Linked DNA regions of Canis lupus: region 1 is linked to region 2. Evidence: chromatin contacts called from public Hi-C data. All regions are on one chromosome and are shown on one strand. Each heading gives the region's core, a stretch centred on a gene start, on an enhancer-like site or on the middle of the called end of the contact. The rest is flanking DNA. Distances are from core to core; before and after follow the strand shown.

Region 1 (5,101 bases), core at 1,048-3,547, 96 kb before region 2:
AGTGGGGGACCAGCGTAGTCCTCGGCTTCCCTGGCTGCTAGCTCTCTGCCTCAATGGAGGAAGAGGAGAAGGAAAATCAGAAGCTCTTGTTCTCCTTTTTCTACCTTGCTAGAGACTGTACAATCTAAAAGTGAAGATCGTGAGCTCTGCCTCTGGAATGGTCTGATTTGAAGCCTCAGCTCCGATGTTCATTAACTAGCTCTGTGGTCTTGGGCAAGGCGCCTAACCTCCCAGTTTTCTCATCTGAGAAATGGGGGGAAATAATAGCACCTGCCTGAATAGGGCTGTAACGAGGATTAAATAACACAAGATAGATAATGTGTTGAGATGTATAGTCTGTGTTCAGAACGAGTTCTTACACACACCATCTTTTCCCCATAAGATCCCTTAGACCTAACATAGCCCCCTCTTCTACAAACTGCGCTGGGAAAGGCTGCTACCCATGGAAGGGATGTGAATAAAGGAGATGAAGGAGTAAGAAGATTTAACATGGAATTCTATTCAAAGGTCAATGCCTCTATTCCCGTCTCCAGCATGATCTCTTCGGAAGACTGAGGTCTCTCCTATTTTTAGACCTGTCTGAACGGTTGTCCCGGCTTCCCTTACTGTACGCTTCAAGCAAAATAAAAAAAAAAATAAAAAAAAATCACTACTAATACATGAACATCAGAGAGAGAGAGAGAGAGAGAGAGTGAGAGTGAAAGAGAGAGAGAGAGAGAGTTTTCTCCTATAATTTTCCATCCTGCTTGTTTTTAGGTGCCGTTATATGAAATCTCTGAACTGGGGATTCTCATCAGCCTTTCGGGGGACCCAAGGACATAGCTCTGGCTATAAATGGTGCCAGTTTTGGTGGGGGAGCTGCTGCTGCTTTATCTGGGCCCAATAAACCTTATCAAACTGCTGTGCAGCCAGCCTTCAGCGCTAAGTGGAAACGCTTGGAGCCCAATGCTGGCTCTCAGCCCACAGCCTCGCCTGCCTTCCTCCTTTTTGTTACCTTCTCCACCTCTTAAATTCAGGCATTAATCTCTCTTTAACACTTACTAACAAGGGCTGGGCTTTTTAATGGGCAGGGTTTATGAAGCAAGGGGAGATTTTCACATCGAGTGAATATGGCATGGGGGGGGGGGCCCAGGGCCATGGAGGGATTGTTCCTGTTCTCCCATTGTTTCCAAGGCTTCTCTCTTTCTCTGATTTGAGGATTAATAGGAGATTAAGATCAAGGGTTAATTGTGTGCTTCTCCTGCTTCTGCACTTAGGAGGGGCTGGTAGGTGGATGTGGATGGCAGGGCAGCAACCTTCGCACAGGCACCATCTCCGGGCAGAGACTCTACCAAGTTCAAAGATGGTTTCTTCTTTCCCATTGAGGCTCTAGCAGAGTCTTTCTTCTCTTCTTCTATCCCTCTCCTCCTGCTCTCCTGGCCAACCAGTGCTTTCTTAACTTTCTTTAAATGCCTTCCTCTTGAAGATAGCATAGACCTTAGCTAGGTAAACAGTCCATAACCGAGCTGGCTCTCTATTGTTTTTTTTTTTTTTTTAAGATTTTATTTATTTATTCATGAGAGACACACAGAGAGAGGCAGAGACACAGGCAGAGGGAGAAGCAGGCTCCATGCAGGGAGCCCGATGCGGGACTCGATCCCCGGTCTCCAGGATCATGCCCTGGGCTGAAGGCGGCGCTAAACTGCTGAGCTAAACTGCTGAGCCACCCGGGCTGCCCTGGCTCTCTATTGTTAATCAGAATTGATACCCGGGGACCAGACTGTTCCTTCCAGGGATGTGTTAGGTGTTGCTGTGTTCAGGGCTATCAGAGGGTCATTGGCTCCCTCCCTCCACTTTGAAGCGTCCTTCTCTGCCCTCTTCTGTCTTCTGAACAGAAGGCTGAAGCCCTTTCCCCGCTGGGAGACAGGACCATGCTTGCAGGAATGGAGCTGCCTGTCCCTGGGACTATTCCCCCTTTGCCTGTTCTTGTGATCCTGAGCACTTTGCACTCTGGCCTTCCGGGGCCCAGAAGCAGATTTTTGCCTCTAGTTGGTGTCTGCCACCTTCCATGACCCTACAGTTCTTGGGGCCTGACTCTAGATCTGGGGCAGTACCGGAGACAAACACCGTGATTATATGTGAGTCCTGAGCAAATCTTTGACTCACCAGTGTGTCAGGGACAGAATGTGGGGATTCAGGTCTCCCTGAGTGAAGCCCCTGCGAGGCTAAGACCGCATGACCTCCAGGGCTGACTGTCCGGAGACCCAGGGAGGGCGCTCTCCACCACCAGGCTCACCCCAACGATCCCAGACGTTAGCCAGCCACCAAGGCTGATGTTCAAGAGAGAGCTTCCACCTCCTGCCTGCGCCCTACCTCCGCTAAGCTCCAGGGAAAGGGGGTTAGAAGGGGTCTCTCCGCTGCCCACCGCCCGAGGAAGGGTAGTTTCCTCTGGCTTCTCTACCCTGAGGTTAGTGATCTCAACTCCCCCCCCTCCCCTTGGGGTGGAGAGGCCCGCCGAGAGGAAGAGGCTCTTTTGGGGGCTCTGGAGCTTTTTCCAGCTTTCACTCGCCCCCTGAAGGCTTTGCGCTGAGCAGGACGCGGTTCTCGGGATCCGTCTCCAACCAGGTTCCCGGGGTGGGGTGGGGTGGGGTGGGGTGGGGTTAGGGGTGGGAGGGCAAGGAAGGGAGCAGAGCCCAGGGGATGCTCAAGACTCCGGGGAGAGAAAAGTTGCTCTCGGCCTCCCGGGATCCCGGCAGCTAGCACGGGGGAGGGGTCTCCCTTGGGCGGCTGATCCCCGTGGCCCTCCGGCACCAGCTCCCCAGGGCCTGGGAACCGCGCCCGGAGGCGTCTCGCGATCCGGATGCCCGGCGCCTGGAGGCACAGAAGGCCTGGGCTCGGGCCGCGGAAGGGACCTCCGGCCACCGATGTCGCGGTCCCGGGGAGGCGGCCCCGAGCCCGGAGCAAAGTGAAAGGCGAGATGACACACACGGGATTGGGGCAAACACTGGAGCCGGGGACGAAACTCCGCGCCCGGAGGAAAGGAAAAAAGCCTGGGGTGGAAGGTGGGAGCTGCCCCCCCCCCCCCAAGGGTCCCGAGTCCCGGGCACTGCTCTCCGCGAGCTCCCTCCTCCCTCTCCGCCCGGGCGGTGAGCGGTGAGCGGTGAGCGGTGAGCGGTGAGCGCGGCCGCCGGCGCCCCAGCAGCAGCTAGATGTCAGGCGAAGCCCGGAGCGCGGAGCGCGGGGAGGGGAGGGGAGGGGAAGGGAGGGGAGGGGAGGGTGGGGCGGGGAGCGCGCGCGGGCTCGGCCAGTCCGGGGGGGTGGGGTGGGGTGGGCGGGCTGAGGCCGGGGACGGCGCGGGAGGGGGGAGGGAAGGGGGGCCGCTGTGGGCAGCGCGCCGGGCTCGGCCGCCAGCACTAAAGATGGAGAGGCGCCGGGGCCTCGCAGGGGAGGGGGCTCGGCGTTGACGTGGGACGCGGCGGAGGCGCCGCAGCCGGTGGTGATTTGCTAACCTCGCAGCAGAGAGGAGTTGAGGGCGATGAGAGCGGGTACTGCGAACTGCCGGGCGCTGCCGCCGCTGCCGCCGTGAGACGAGAGCAACAGTTCCCAGCAACAGCCGTCCCCGACGCGGCACACGCCCCCGAGCGCGCACACCCACCCGCGGCGCCCGGCTCGGCGGCGGTGAGTGAGGGCCGGCGGGGGCGCACCGCTCGCCGGGGGCGCGCGCCGGGGCGCCCCGGGGCCGGCGAGGTCGGGGGGCGCGCTCCCTCCGGCCGCTCGGCCGCGGGCTGTGCGCCTCGCTCGGCTCGTTCCCTTCCTGCTGCGGCCGCCGCGGGCTGGGGGTCGGCTGCGGGGGGGCCCGGCTGTCAGCTTGGGCGCAGCTGCCTCCCCAGGGCGGGAGGTGGGGGCCGAGCGGCCCGCGGGCGCGGAGGGCGCGGGCGGAGGGTCGGAGAGCCGGAGGCTTTGTACCCGCGGGGCGGCGGGGCGGCGGGAGCCGGAGCCGGAGCCGGAGCCCGAGCCCGAGCCGGAGCCCGAGCCCGAGCCGGAGCCGGAGCCGGCGGGCGCTCCCCGGTACGCGGCCCGTGCGCGGGCGCGCAGGGTTGTGGTCTGTTTGTGTTTATTTGCCGGCCGGCGGCGAGGCTAGAATCCGGGGCTCCGAGGAGCGGACCTGGGGGCGGAGGGGAGCGGGGCTCCGATCCACTTGGGCTTGCTTTCTCTTTGAAAAACGTGGTGGGGTCTGTTTTCCTCCGGACGGGGCTTGACCCCCACCCGTCTCCGGGGCGGGGGAGGGGCGGCCGTGGCGGGGCTCCGGAGGGTCTTCGGGGCTCTCGGCGGGGCCGGCCGTGGCGCGGGCGCTGGCGGTGCGCTCCGGGCGGCGCTCGGGGGTGCCCGGGCTCTGCACCTGATGCGTCGGGACGCGTCCCCCAGGCCGGGCGCCCGCAGCTCCCCGCGCGGCCCCCCGAAGGCTCCCGCACGCGCTCGAGGTGCGCTCGGCGGCGCCCCCGGACCCCTGGCGCGCACGGACGCGCCCGCAGCGGTGCCCTCGCGCTCCCCGGGGCGCTCGCCCAGTGCCGCGCCGGGCAGCCTGCCCGCGGCCGCCGGGGGTCACGGCCCTGGGCCGGCGAGGGAGGGCCGGCGGCTCCCTGCTCGCCTTTCCTTCCCCGAGTCGCTGTCGGGCTTTTGTGCTTCCCCCGGCGCGGGGCGGGTCCGCCTCCTCGCGCCCGCTCGCGCCCAGCGTCCAGCCCGCCCGGACTCTGCCTCGCGCCCGGCTCCCTTCGCTTCTCCTCTCGCCCAACGCGGCTCCTTTTCTTCCTGCGGTCTGGCTCCCCGGGAAAAGTTGCTTCCCCAAGTTTGCCGAACTCGCTTCCAAGTCTCCGTGGGGGCGGCTGGGACTGGGGTGCGCGCGCGCGAGGTCGATCCCCAGAGCCGGAGCGGGTCGGCGCCGGCGTCCCCCCGCCCGCGGGGCCGGGCGCTGCAGCCGAGGGGGGTGTCTGGGTGAGCCGAGGGTGTCCCGCGGGACCCAGGGCGCCCGCACCGCGGAGGGACTTCGGGGGGCCCGGCTTCCATTCCTTCTGTGGCCCCTCCTCGTTCCCCGCAGCCCCTCGGGCTGACGGCAAGCGCACGC
Region 2 (4,785 bases), core at 896-3,395:
GGGGTCAGCTGTGTGGCTATGGGAACTTTTGCCTGTGTTGGGACAAAGCTGTTCTGCCCGGTGAGACACGGGAAATGGAGAAGCACCTAACTGCCAGCACCCCTGGGATTCTTGGTGGAGGGAAGGATTGCCAGGTCTGATGGTGCTTCTTTGAGGCCAGGGGGTCACCTGGGTGCAGTTGTAGAGGCCTGTAGACTTCCCTTCCAGGGCAATCCCTCTTCTCCTTCTGATGCCCTTCCTTTCAACCTTGGAGACCCATTTTGGGGAAGTGGCGAAGGCCTTCTTCTTCTGGTCAAGTGTTGATGTCTACTCCTCATCCCACATTACCTTTAGCATGTAGCCCCTCCAGCATTTGTGAGCTGAGCATGAGCTTTGGGGTTTGGCAGGTGTTCAGTCCTCGTCTGTAGTATGTGCTCTGTGACCTGGGGTGGATCTGTCTTCTGAACCCCATTTTCTACATCCATGAGGTACAGGTGTTGCCGAGCTCATATCAGGTTTTTTTTTTTTTTTTTTTTAAAGAATTGGTGACATGATGTATGTGATGGGCATCTATAGTACCCGCCCTGGCATACAGGTGGTGTTTAGTAAACGTTAACTGCTTCTGCTTTGCTTTCCATTTCCCTAATTCTGGATCTGTGACCCTGGGGCACGTGCCCATCACTTTGCCACAGAAGCTTCTATCTGCTGGCTGTTTGTGCTCTGCCCTCCCATTTCCCAGTCAGTCGTGTAAAGGCTATTTGGTGCTTTATATGCTTCGGCCTGCCACAGTCTTTCTGCAGAGCCAGAGCCTGCGTGGCTGTGCATGGCATGGAATGCCCTCTCCTGGGCCTCCATGGCTCCTCCTTAAGTTCCCTAATCCTTTGTGCTTTCTGTCCTTCTCCGGTCCAGGGCCAGGGATTGTGTCACGCCAGGTGGCTGGCTGTCCCAGCTTGTGTACTCTGTCCCCACATCGATGTGTGTTCCGTTCCTCCTCCTTGCAGGGTCACCCACACCCACCTGGCTCCCCTGAACTGTCCTCATCCTGCCCACCTCTCCCACACTGGCCCAGAGCCCTCTGAGTCCAGACGCCCCCGTGTCCGGCATCTGCTTCCTTTGTTCAGTTTTTAAAAAAAAACTCACCTCGTATCTTTTTGTTTCCCTCTAGTCTTATAGGTCATTTGGGGTTCAGTGTGGAGTTTGGAAGCTATCTGCCAGCCAGCTTGGCCACCCCCCAAGTGCAGAGTGTGGGTCTTGCGTTTTAGGCTCTCGCTGCTGCGGGCCCCTGTGTGGTCTCTCACTGTGTGGTGCTGGACACTTCCATGCGGGTAATGCACTTTGCAGCCTGTGGTTAAAGCTTCCTTGCCCACTCCGGAACTTGGCCCAGTGAGCATCCTTTCTCCTTACCCGTTCCTTGAGTCCAGCACTCTAGCCAGACCCATCTACTTGTTGGTCTGTGCTGTGTGCAGACTGACACAGCTTGCTTCCTGAGCTCTGTGGCTTTGTTCATCCCATTCCTTCAGCTTGGAATAACCCTTCCTGAGTCTTGTCAGATCTACTAAGATCCCTTATGCAACGCCATCCTCCACATGTCCCCATCTTCAGCCAGGATCAGTCATGCCGCCTTCTAAGGTGTTTGTATGTCTTTATCTGGAGCTCTCCGGGCACAGTCTTTCCTCTTTGTCCTCTGGTTATTTATGGACTTGCCTTATCCCCCTACTTGGGAGGCCGGGAGAGAAATTTGGAAACCTACCTCCTGACCAAGATGCTGGGCAAGAAATGTAAGCTTTTCAGTATCCTCATCTGTAAGATGGGAGCATTCGACCCTCAGAAATGCTGTGAGGCTCCCATCAGACACTTAGCACTAGGCCTGACCTGTGATCTGCTCTCAGTAAATACAGTTCCCCTCCCCTTTTATTCCTCTGGTGGGCTGTCAACTACGGGAGGTGGGGTCTGTCCCCATTATACACAGCACATTTCCTGACACGTTGTTGTAGTTGGTAGATACTGGTTGGATGGATGAGTGCAGCCAGGAGGACTAGGAACGAGCCAGGAGAACTCCAGTCTCCCACCAGGTTCCTCCTGCAATAGGAACAGTTGAGACTGTACCCCAGGGGCTCATGGGGGGCAGCCAGGAGCCCGCCGGCCAGTAGTGGCTGAGCATGTGAGCCAGTTCCTGCTGCGTTGGTGGTGCCACATGGGAGCGGCAGAGAGGGGGGCACTGCCTACACACTTGCCGTGGGCCCAGAGCTCCCCAGTTGAGACAAGATGGCTCTGGAACCAGCCACCACCTGAGGCCACGTGCTCCCGTCCTGGCTGAGATGCCACTTGGGGGTCCCCCGGGTACTGTGCCAGCTTGGGCAGCTGGGTCCCGTCTCCCTGGGCTTTCTTTTCCATACCTGTCCTCCTCAACACTGCAGTCTGGCTGTGCCGAGTGACTTGTCTTTCCGAAATGCACTTGCCAGTGCCCTTGGAAAGGAGGATTTGGTGACGGGGCAGGTGTGAGGGTCATTATAGTGCTTTAATCTGCCTTTGCAGATCACTCATAGGCTTCTTAAGACTCTGCTGTTTCTCTTCTCTGCTGGGTCTCTCTCTCATCCCGCCTGCCTCTCACCCCTGTGCCGGGATGTCTTCTTGATCAGAAAATAGCAACAAGGGCTTAGAGAGGCTAGACCACTTCCTGAGCTGTTCACACCCCCTGAGAAGCGGTGAAGGCCCCCGGGGGGGCATCGGGGTTCAGGGCTGGCCGTGCCCGGTCTAGGCCTTCTCTCTGATGCCCGTGGCAGAAGCAGGGATTGGTTCTACACCATCTGACTTCTCTCCCAGCCCCACAATAACAGAACTGTGCGATGTTTCAGAGGAGCTGTAGGTGAGATGCCACGGGATTGCCTGGCTGCTGGGTCTGGAAGGCTCCCTGCTGGGAGCCCACAGCAAGAATGGCCCACGGTGCCGACCCACTTTACAGACAGTCACCCAAGGGTTGGAGCAGCAGTGCAGAGCCTCGAAGAACAATCGGTCCTCCAGAACTGTGGGGACCTTTTTTTTTTCTTTCTTTCTTTCTTTTTTTTTTTTTTTAAAGGAGCAGGCCATGGAGAAGGGACTCTGGGACCTGGGTGCGGGTCATGGTGCCCCTGGCTTCCCCTAAATGTCGCTGCCTAGGACAGGCACATTCCTGCTGTTTTCTTCTGCTCGGTGGAGCTGAACGGTGCTCCTCACTCACTTCCTTGCTCGGCGCGCTGGCTGCCCCCACCCCCTCTTGGCTAGCATGGCCTGTGTTTGTTATTGTAGTTCTGGCACTGGGCCAGGCCTGGCTGGGCGCCAGCCTTGTGGGTACAGTGTGTACAGTGAGTGCTGAGCCAAGTTTGTCATCATACACGATTAATTTTTTTTTTTTTTTCTAATCTGGTAGGGGTGGGGTGAAGGAGGAGGCAAGACAAGAGTTTCTCGATGCTTGGAGAACAGGCCACATTGAATCTGCGGAGAGGTTATTTATGAAAGGATAAAATGCTCTCGCTTGTTCTTCCTTCTGGGCTCTTCCCACTTTCTCACGTTGTCTTCCTGTCCTCTGCATTTCCCCATCCAAGGAAATCAGCCTGTATGAGGCTGACAATGTGAGGTTTTATTTTCAGTGACTGGAATACTAAATTTACACTCCTAAATCAGTTTTCATTGTGTTGAAATTGACAATTTGTTTAATTAGAAGTTTGCCCTGTAGGAGGCCCTTCTTGGAGACAATTCTTTCTTTCTCTTCCTCTCTCTCTCTCTCTCTCTCTCTCTATCTCTTCCTTTTTTAAGACCCTAAATGGTAGTAGTGAATGTTCAGTTTAATTGAAGTTTTTATTTCGATTTGAATGCGTTAACTAATCAAGTGTTTATGAGATATACCTGATGATAACAATAAGTTTAAATTAACAAACAATAACCTAACTCATTAACTAATGAGATTGATCCGGCCACGCCCTGCATTCTCAGAGGCGGGTTTGGGAAAGGAGGTCAGGTGGGAAGCAGGACCATCTCGGAGGCTTTGCAAAGCTGCTCCTTCTCCAAGGAGAATATGGGGTGTAGGATTGTGGCAGTGAGCAGGGCAGGAACCCAAGCCCCTCCGTGTCCTAGGATCACTCTGACGTCTCCCTCCCCACCCTTTGCTTCTCCATCCCTTGTGGGGATTGGCCCCAGAGCATCTCCTTGCCACTCCTTGTTCTCATTTAAGTGGTGATTCCTAGCTCTGGGATGGCTGTGCACAGACCACAGACCCAGGCGGTGACTCCGGTTGGTTCTGGGACTTGCTGGTATAAGGTTTCCCATTAGGTAGGATTTCCCACCGCTTGGCTTCAGGACTGGTGGATTACAAGTGAGCACACCCAGAACTGCTTGCCCCTGTTTGGGACTTGACTGCATGCTATTTAGAGGCCTGCCTGTTTCTGTGGCCTGCCCCTATTCTGGGAGTGTCATTCATTTTTGCAGCCAGCAGACATTTACTCAGCCCTGACTGTGTGTCAGGTTCTGTGTCCTTAGCACTGGAGAGAGCTGACAGCGTCCCTGCCCTCAAGGAGCTTACGTCCAGTAGGAGAGATATTTGATTATAAAGTAATGATCAGAGAAGGTGGTGTGCGCAAAGCACCAGGAGGGAATTCCAGGAGGAACTCACAGGGGGACGGTGCCCCTTTTAGAGGGTGGTAGGCTGCCGAGAATGGAATTTTGAAAGGAACTGGTGGGAGAGGCCACATGGTGACATGCAGTGTCTGGGATATGCAGGGTGTGTCTGGGTGGGGGGAGAGACGGCAGGCTTTGGAAGGGAGCGAGAGGCAG

Evidence for each region. Hi-C and Micro-C count contacts between places; a contact is called where the count stands out from the background.
Region 1: a Hi-C map of blood shows a contact between it and region 2, with 2.3 times the contacts expected there. The contact joins the promoter of ZBTB16 here to the enhancer-like site in region 2. A contact is called at or near these places in 3 of 9 Hi-C or Micro-C datasets (amygdala, blood and liver).

Annotation. Positions count from the first base shown.
Region 1 is chr5:19,302,359-19,307,459 of UU_Cfam_GSD_1.0, reverse strand. ZBTB16 (zinc finger and BTB domain-containing protein 16) reads left to right here and starts at 2,297. Exons shown (of 7, transcript XM_038536116.1): 1 at 2,297-2,446.
Region 2 is chr5:19,206,306-19,211,090 of UU_Cfam_GSD_1.0, reverse strand. All of the region lies in intron 3 of ZBTB16 (zinc finger and BTB domain-containing protein 16), which reads left to right. Among named protein-coding and RNA genes, the nearest start is that of ZBTB16, 96 kb to the left of the region's middle. Within about 2 kb of position 2,145, at least 8 of the 20 cell types and tissues checked have an H3K27ac peak or open chromatin away from gene starts, as enhancers often do. A contact at or near this core is called in blood, where this site is marked.